Regions from separate parts of the Mus musculus genome. Here region 2 is linked to region 1. Evidence: chromatin contacts called from public HiChIP or PLAC-seq data. All regions are on one chromosome and are shown on one strand. The core of a region is the stretch at or near the end of the contact, and the rest is flanking DNA. Distances in the headings are between cores, read along the strand shown. Region 1 has its middle 16 kb from the start of 1700012H19Rik. Region 2 has its middle 120 kb from the start of Gm39467.

Evidence for each region. HiChIP or PLAC-seq counts read pairs in DNA pulled down with a chosen protein or histone mark.
Region 2: an H3K27ac HiChIP or PLAC-seq map of neural progenitor cells shows a contact between it and region 1, with 7 times the contacts expected there. The contact joins two enhancer-like sites. A contact is called at or near these places in 1 of 484 Hi-C or Micro-C datasets (the 3T3-L1 cell line), 3 of 115 datasets of contacts at active chromatin or transcription factors (embryonic basal ganglia, neural progenitor cells and pancreatic cancer cells) and 1 of 9 other capture datasets (embryonic tail).

Annotation. Positions count from the first base shown.
Region 1 is chr11:112,838,855-112,843,492 of GRCm38.p6, forward strand. No RefSeq gene overlaps it. Among named protein-coding and RNA genes, the nearest start is that of 1700012H19Rik, 16 kb to the left of the region's middle. Within about 2 kb of position 1,652, at least 39 of the 459 cell types and tissues checked have an H3K27ac peak or open chromatin away from gene starts, as enhancers often do. A contact at or near this core is called in embryonic basal ganglia and neural progenitor cells, where this site is marked.
Region 2 is chr11:113,015,769-113,020,468 of GRCm38.p6, forward strand. No RefSeq gene overlaps it. Among named protein-coding and RNA genes, the nearest start is that of Gm39467, 120 kb to the right of the region's middle. Within about 2 kb of position 1,478, at least 46 of the 459 cell types and tissues checked have an H3K27ac peak or open chromatin away from gene starts, as enhancers often do. A contact at or near this core is called in embryonic basal ganglia and neural progenitor cells, where this site is marked.

The DNA of each region.
Region 1 (4,638 bases), core at 402-2,901:
GATGGAATTTTCCAACAGCTCTGAGTTGACCTCTTCAAAACCATTTGATCAGCAAGCTCTGGGTTTGACTGACAAACCCTGCCTCCAATGGAGGTGAAAGGCTGATAAAAGATTCCTGACATCAACCTTGGGCCTCCACACACACATGCACACATTGGCGTACACACCCATGTGAGCATGCATACACACATTTACACGCACATGCAAAGAGGTAATAAAAAGGCTGGTACTGATCATTCTAGTCATGAGGAGAGGAGAGAGGTGGATCCAGGCCATTAAGAGACCCTGTCTCAATTAAAAACAACAACAAAAAGCAACACCTGAAGGACAATATCATACCATCTAGCTTCCATATGTACATTACCACATACAACACCCTTCCAGCACACACTGATAATGGGATTCCTTGACTAATAGAATCATCAAACTACTTAAGATAGACAGTGAGATATAACGGTATAGATAATTGGTTAAAAAAAAAATTCTGCCCTTTGTTCTCTTTGTGGCTGCTTTAAATGAGTTTAAAAACAGGATTTAACAGCTATTGATTCTTACCAACCTAGGCCTTCCTACCTCACGGCCATAATAAAACACCTCCCTATTTATTTTCTGGTTCGTCATTATCACTATCTGTAGGCACATCATTCGTACACATCCCTGTCTCAGTTTGTCCGTTTCTTCCATTAAGATGGAAGGTCATAAGGGCAGAACCCTCTCCTACTAGATCCCCAGTGATGAGAGGCTAGGTTGGCATACAGTCGGCGCCTAATACCTGTTTGTCGAATTAATAATTAAGAGATTACCCAGAACTGGAAATCTCACAAGATCTCATGAATTCTTCAGGGACCATCGCTTGACTTTTTTTTCCACTTACTTCCTTGCGACCCACTGTGGTTCTTGGCACTTAGTAGGACCTCAGTAAATACAGTCATTGAGTTGAATGTCACGAAGGAGCCTTCAGGGATGCCATGTCCTACTTTTAAAAAGCTCTTTAGGAGAGGACAAAGGCATAGAAGATACTGTCGGGGACCCAGGATTCCAGCTTGGCAGGATAGAGACAAAGAGTTCAATGGGTTCATTTGCATTTTGTTTTGCATAAATATGCAAGCTGAGTGGCTGAGCCCGAGTCTCCAAAGATGTCAAATGGCAACTGGCTGTGTTTTCAAATAGGATATTCAGTTCTTATTACACAGAGGATTCCCACCCCAAAGAGGTTGCTACTTCTGTCCTTGTTTTGGTGAGACACCACCCCTACCCTCCCACCCCCTCACCCCCCCACCCCCGATCTCCTCTAAACCAGTGTCCCTAGAGAGAGCTTTTCCTGTTGCTGACCATCTCCCCACACTCACTCCCTGCAGAAACCTCCGCCAGCCGGTTTAAGGTGTGGTGGACTCTAGAGAGGGCCCTGTTGACAGAGCTTAAAACAACCTCCCTTTTCACCCTTAGGCTCCACAGACGCAAAGAGCCAAGTTGGGACAGCGACTTTGTCCTGGCTGAGGCTGCAGGTGCAGGAGTTTCAAAAACACAAAATGACGCTTAAATAAAAAAAAAACAAAAAAAAACAAAACAAAACAAAACCCCTCCTCTTTACTGAAGCAGGTCCCAGTGCTGGGAAGCTTGGGGTTTCCCCCCTTCAGTTAATCCAGTCGCCCTGATTTGCATGGGATTTGCATAAACAGCACGTCGTATTCAAATAGCCCTCACTTCAAGGGCCAAGATTAAGGTTGAGGATTTGTCCCACCCGCAGTAGTTTTGTTCAACCTCTACTGCTTAGAAGCTCGGACACCTAAAATAGCTCTTTATATACTGGTCCAAGTGAAAAAGATACATAAGAGGGGATGCAGAGCCCTGGCAGAGAGGCGGGCCTATCCACCGCCCCAGTCTCGCTCTCTCCCAGGACGGGAAGTGGAACGCAAAGTTATTTTCAGACCACTCCCAGTTCTGGAATTCTCTATAAATCTCTGCTGGATGCCAGGTACCTAAGGGTAGGCCTCTCACCAAATACTGGGAGGATGCTACAAGCAAGATACAGTAGGAGCCAGAGTTAGCTTGTGCTAATATTTGTTGAAGGTGTTTCTAAGGCACTGACGAAGAAAGCAGATGAGACCAGACTAGGTAGAACTGGGCAGAGAGAAGAATGTCTGTCCAATTCCTAACTAATGTTGCAACCCTTTAATACAGTTTCCCCCAATCATAAAATTATTTTTGTTGCTACTTCATAACTGTAATTTCACTACTGTTATGAATCGCAATGTAAAGAACTGATTTGCAGGATAGTTGATATCCAACCCCTGTCATTTGATTTCAAGGTAGTCGCAGCGCACAGGATGAGAAACACCAGATAGATAGTGACCAGCCCTTTATGGAATGCATGGGTCATAGGAGATCCCTTTCCGTCCAGACCTGACAGGAGGCTAGACTGGAGAGAGAGGGAAGGGACAGATCCTAAGACCCTTGGAGCCTGGTTGGCTTCTGAAACTGCCCATCTCTGCTCCTTTACCAAACTACCTGGGTCATTTCCCTGTATCTGGGCTTTGTGATGAAGAGGGCAGAAAACCAGAGCATGATGATACACTGGTAAACTCAGAATTTGGGTCTAGTGCCAATTCCAACTCTTGAAAGCTGAGAACTCTACGCCAGTATTAAACTCCTTCGTTTGTTTTATATTCCTCATGAAGCTTAGACTTTTAACACTAGTTTAGTGGATCAACTCTAGAACCCTGATGCTTGGGAGGACTTGATGGCTGAGAGTACAGCCAGGATGAAGAGTATGAACTTGAAACAGTGAGTCTTCATCTCAGAAGACAAAGCAAAATTCTGTGTGGGTTACCCTTGTAAGCCAGTCAAGAATGAGAAAGAACATCACTTGATGCTAAGGGAGGCTGGAGGGAAGCAGGGTTTACCGCTCTGGTTTTAAAGCATCCGGGTCCACAGTTTTATATTTATGTCTGGACTCTCCTAACACATCTTAGGACTGATTTGGTTTTCATCTTTTCTTTCCCATTGTCTTTCACAGGAGTTGAGACACAAGGCACTAGAGATTTCTGGAACCTGCTTGCCTATAGACAGCACCCCAGCCATGGGATGGCTGCACAACCCCAGCTCCTGTGTAGAGACAGAGACCCAGGGAGATGTCACCACTTGCTACCTCAAAGAGTAAGGGAACCGCAGCCTCTCTAAAAGGAGGGCTTTTCTCAGTTCCAGCATGTAGGAGTTTGAGGTTGGAGGATGGTGAGTTTGAGGTGGATAGAGGCTATAACAAAACACTACCTCAAAAATAAAAAAAGATCTTCTCAACGGGAAGGGCATGTTTGGCTTTCCAGAGTCTTAAAATGGACAGGAACCAAACATCTTTTAACACTGTGGACATAACTGATGCTAACTACCTCTGAGGCTCAGGTGGCGTGGATGTCTGGCGGGTATGTTTAAGTCTAGACTGTTTTTAAGACCCTTGGTTCCTCCTGCACACCATATCTCTGTATTCTTTCTCTCTCTCTCTCTCTCTCTCTCTCTCTCTCTCTCTCTCTCTCTCTCTCTCTCTCAACGGTCCTGGGAATTGAACCCAGATTGTTGCATGTGCTAGTCAGGTGCTCTGTCAGTGCGCTAAATCTCAGTTACCTCTTTTCCATTTCTTTTTCAAATTTCATCCCAGAGCCTGCAAAGATCAAACCTTAGAGAACTTTCTGGCAATAAGTGGCTTCGCTGGACACTAGGGTTTCTCCAAATCCCTGGGACTCCACTGAGGGATGGAAAAACGCATTAGAGGAGACCCCGGAGCAGCACCGGCCACTTGCTTACTTACATGTCCTTCAAATCAGCTTTTTGCCATCCTAAAAAGCAGAAGTCCAGGAACTGCCCCCCTTCACTGTCCACCCCCTCCTCACCGTCCATTAATTGAATCCTGCTGAGAGCCCTCCCTCCCTCTAGGGAGCATGGGTCAGCCACATTTACCTCTTCCTGCACTCATCATCTTTTTGATGCTCCCCTCCTTTGAGACCCAACCTAAGGTCATCAACAGAATCTGTCTAGAGGGAGGAGGGAGAGCAGTGGATTCCAGCAGAGCAAAAGGATGGGGTCAGTCTCTGGGATAGAGCCTTCAAGACTAGATCCCACACACACACACACACACACACACACACAGGTCCTGGGAGCTTTGAGCTTTTCTGTAGAGACCAGCCGATGGAAAGATAGACAGGAAGCTCCAAGTATGGTTACCAGAAGTTAAGAAGACATGGACTCAGTTGGGTTTCTCCTTAAATGACAGACATACCAATCTAGTCTCTGATCCCCTCTTCACACACCCTGAGGCCCTTAAATAATTATAGCATCCACAAAACCCTGGCTCCCCTCCCAGCCCTGTTGAATCTTGCAGAGATCAGAGTGTTTGGGAAATCCTTCTCCATAGTTATTTTTCCCCAGAAGACAATGAGATTTATGATCAAGAATAGGGACTAGGGAGATGGTTCAGTTGAAGCCACGCAAGCATGAAGACCTGAGTTCGGTCCCTAAGAACCCATGAAAAAAAATCTGAGTGCAATAGACAGGTATGTAACACCAGCATGGAGGAGGCAGAGACCGGCAGATTCCAAGGGCTTTTGGCTGGCCAGCCTAGCTAACAGATGAGCTTCAGGGTCAGTG
Region 2 (4,700 bases), core at 228-2,727, 180 kb after region 1:
AAATTTTTACAAACGTCAAATACCATTGAAAGTTCCCTTTTTGGTTGCCCTAACCACATTTCAACTCACTCGTAAGGCTGGCAAAGTGAGCCCTCATGGGGGAAGGGCTCTGTAACACACTGGGTAGCACAGACTGGGGCATTTCCATCTCCCAGGCAAGCTCCTTCAGAAGAGGACAGGGCTACTCCTAACTGCTCCACTGCTCCGTGGTTAGTGGAGAGGCTGCTGGCATCGGAGCCAGTTAGAAAAGCAAGCACAAGCAAACCGGAACTTGCAGGGGGTTGGGGGGGGGGGCGGGGAATGAGTAAGTGAGGATTCCAGGGTGCTTGCAAGGCTGTGGCCTGCTGGCTGCTCAAGGGGCACATCTGAGTCTCCTGAAGTGGCCTGCGAGAGGGTGTGAACTCTGGGGTTATGTGGGACTCTGGACACTTTCTTTTTTCCTTCCCTTCCTTCCTATGCATGCGCATGTGCTTGTGTGTGTGTGCACGCGCACGTGTGCACATGCGTGTGCCTTCTATCTATCCATCCATCCACGTGCTTCTTGATGCCTGTGTGAGTGGTACCATTGGGCATGCCTCATGATGAACACGTGGAGGTCAGAGAGGCAGGGTCTCTTGTTCACTGGCTCAGGAGTTTCCTGTCTCTACCTCACCATAGTAGCCCAGGGATTACCAATGCTCTCCCTACATCGATTCCCACAGTTGTGAGGCAAGAGCTTTATCCACCAAGCTATATTTTTGTTTAAGTGATAGCTCTGGACCTCCACAGTTACATTTATTTCTTTAAACTTCTTAGGACCCTGATTTTATTAATAAATAGCACTGTCAAATACTGTCTTGCCAGAAAGACTTCCTTGGAGCTGCGTTTAGTGTAGGGAGTCCTGTCTGTCTCAGGAATGCTGGGAGGAGGGCGAGCTACAGTGGGGGGGGGGGGCAGGGAGGGGGGGGACAACCCTGAGGCATTGAGTAGCGTGACTGCCTGGGGCCAGAGCAGGCAGTGGTGCGTGGATTCCCTTCAAGATGAGAGAGAAGATGCGGTTGGGAGCCACATGCCATCAACTGACCTCAGAGCATGAACCTCACAGAGCCTAACCCTTCAGGCCCCTCAGGCCTCTGCTTGTCTTCATTAGCACTGAGGCCACACACCCCATGGGCAAGACCCTGCTCCAGCCTGCCCAGGGTTTCTCCAGGACTCGTGCTGGGGGGCAGAGCCCTGCCTGGCGCCTCTGGGCAAGCAGCTTTGGGGATGGAGCCAGGCCAACACTGGCTCCCCACACTCGGTCATTACCTATTGAGAACCCAGGAGTCATTACAATTAAAACACATTGCAAGGGGTTTAGGGTGGGGGTGGGGGTGGGGTGCTTGGGGAGGTCCCTTTAGGAAGGAACACTGGGATTAAAAGAAATTAGAGCAGTTGTCATGGCAACACAACCAGGCTGGGCCTACCCAGTGATTATTTCAATGGGAACAGGATGGAGGGCAAAGTGGGGCTGCAGAGGGGGTGCTGAGCTGCACAGGCAACAGGCAAAGGCCTTGCTTTCCCTCTCAGAAAGGGACCCAGTGGCCTGGGAGAATTGTCCCCAAAGCTAACCACAACTGCTTTCTTATTCTCAGTAACTCTTGCTTATCGCTCATGACATGAAGCTCGAGGGAGACAGGCCTCTGTCCTCAGGGAAGTCTCCACTCCAGATCTCTGTTTAGAAAGTGAGAAACTCCCCCAAAGGTCCCCTTCTCTCACTGTTCTCTGGGGATGGAATGGCCTGGCCTGGTTTCCTATCTCTTTAGCTTTGGCAGGCCCCAGGTAAAAACCTATCCGTCCTTTTGTCTAAGTGGCATCCAAGAAACCTGAACTGGAAGGCTCAGGGGAGCAGTAGGGGGGTTGGGGGGGACAATCCTGGAAGGGGACAGATTTTGGAAGCAGGCCCATGATAATGAGCAAGAAGGATTCAGTGTCTGGGATACCTCCAGGTATCAGCACAGGATTAGGGTCCCTACAGCATGAGAATCCTCCTTTGGCAGGGCTAAAAGGACTGCACAAGAGAAAATAGCAATTAGTTCTCTTAGTCTTTCTGTTTGTCTGCTCCTGGCTAGGCTCAATGGCCCCAAGCAAGTCTGGCAGATGGGCCAGGAGAACCTGTTTGGAACCTTCTGAGGAGAAGAGGGTACACTGGGGGTAGGAGGAGCCAGCTGGAGGGACAGTCTAGTCTGCAGCCTGGAGGGGACACGCTGAGGTTGGTTGCACCCACAGCAGTTCCTCCGGCTAGACCTTTGTGTGGCCGAGGGTGGCAAGGAGGCTAGAACTCTAGAGACTGTGAAGGGACTCAGGGATGCCAGGTGGCTGGAGACAAGTCCTGGTCCTGCTTAGAAGCCAAAGCTGGAGACCCAGCCAGGATGAACCATCTAGAAAGTCCACCTCTCCCAGGCCTCTGTTTTGCCCTCTGAAGATGATTGTTTCCAACCTTGGGTAAGCACTGTCAGTCATTTGGGCTATCAACAGGGCTGTAGTTTGCATCTGCAAGGTCCACTGTGTCCTTGTGGAAAACACATGAGCATCACTTTTAGCCCAAGATCGACCAAGTGCATCACCTCCAACAGTGCTCTGGACATCTCCATTCCTGTAGCTGCAAAAACACTGCCTCATTTACAGTTTCATCCTGGGGTCGGGAGGTGACAGATGCCAGGCCTGGCTCCAGGGTAATTGGCTTTCCCAATTTGTTTAGGTCTGAGAAAGACAAGGTTTATTTTAAAATGAAGACAGTCCTGGGTAAATCAGAATGGCCTGGTCACTTTACTAGGGAGACCAGATATCATTTTATGTAAAGACTTCATGCCTCTGTATGAGATATATATATATATATATATATATATATATATATATATATATATATATGCTAAAAATTTATATAATGTATATGTGTGTGCACATATATCCATGAGAATGCGTGTGTGTACACACCATACACATTATTTTTTACAGTATTTTTAAATTTTACTTTACATCCTGAATGCATCTACCCCTCCCTCCTCTCCTCCCAGTCCCTCCCCTCTCATCTCTCCTCCCCCCATCCTCCCTTCCTCCCTTTCTCCTTAGAGAAGGGAAGGCCTTCCATGGCTATCAACCTACTTTGGCATATCAAATTGCAGTAGGACTAGGGACATCTTCTCCCATTGTGGCTAGGCAAGGCAGCCTAGTTGGTGGAAAGGGATCCAAAGGCACCCATCACAGTCAAATGTAACCCTTGTCCCATCTATTAGGAGTTCCGCATGAAGACTGAGTTGAACAACTGTTACATATGCATATATACACAGTGTTTTTTAATGAAAGCATGGAGATCCATTTATTCCTGGAGAAAACCCAGGCAGTGGTTCTCACCCCTTCTAATGCTGGGCCCCTTTAATGTGTTCTGGTGACCCCAACCAGAACATTATTTTGGTTGCTACTTCATAACTGTAATCTTGCTACTGTTATGAATCATAATGTAAATACCTGATATGCACAATAGCTGGTATGTGAGCCCCTACTGGGGGTCATGACTCCTAGGTTGAGAACCACTAATCTAGGGCTTAAAAGAGATGCCTTTCCAATACAGCGTGGCTGGGCTTCGCTAGGCTGCAAGTTCCAGTGTGCACTGCAGGGACTCCTCAGGAGCTATTTGTTTGCAGAAACATCGCCACACTGTCCATCTCGAGGTAAGGACAGAGGACTCCAACCTGATGGGAGCTCTGACTCTGTGAAACATCTCTCTTCCTTCCTCAGAGTGTTTTTGGCCCTCCTGCTTGCTCTCTGCTCCTGGAGCCTTGGCCTGCATTGGCTCCGTCAGCACCTAAAATCCTGCACACACAAATCTAAAAGACCTCCGTCGTGGGGCCTGGTGGTATCAGCCTGTGATGCTGGCCAGAAGACTGTGGCAGGAAATCAGTTCAAAGCATTGCTGGCCTACAGAGTGAGTTCAGGCTCTGTCTGGATGATGTTGTGAGATTCCCATGTCAACATTACAAGTAAGAAGGGGAGCTGGGGAAATGGCCAGGTGGGTAGACATTTCTCAAGCGATGTCAGCATTCACGGCATCTTTGAGAACTTTTACAGCCTCACTCTTGGAACAATGGATGAGAAGAGACAGGAGAGGCCAACAAAGTGTTGCCAGTCTCTCCACCCAGCTTGAGACTCCTGAGGTATGAGCAGAGTAAGGCAGGAAGCTTGGCCTTGGATTGAGCTATCTATCAGAGCCAATAAAGTCTGCAAGACTGACCACATTGTGGCCCTGGATATGGGGTTAGCCACAGTATAGCACAACACCCCACTCCACCCCCAAGCCAGGCTCCATGACCAGCAGATGACAGCAAGCTACTCTGTCGATCCTGAGGCTACCTCCCTGACACACATGTAGTAGGTAAAACCTGAGCCATGAGCCCAAACCAAATCCATCCCATTCCCAGAATGCTTCACTCTTTCCAACTCTCAATTGTGAAAAGAAAGGGCCCAACTAGAAACATCCTGCTCTTTACAAGTAGAGGACAGTGCATCAAGGCGCAGGGAGTTGTGGGGCATTGAAAGGTGTTACAAGGAAAGGCTCTAGCTTCCCCCCTTGCAGGGATCAAAGCACTCATTGAACATGAAGAGGGCAGGGTGGTCTGATTGGGATGGCTTCTGTGTCCCAGTCCTCTTGCATCTAAGACTTTGCGTTCAAGGTGAAAAGAGGG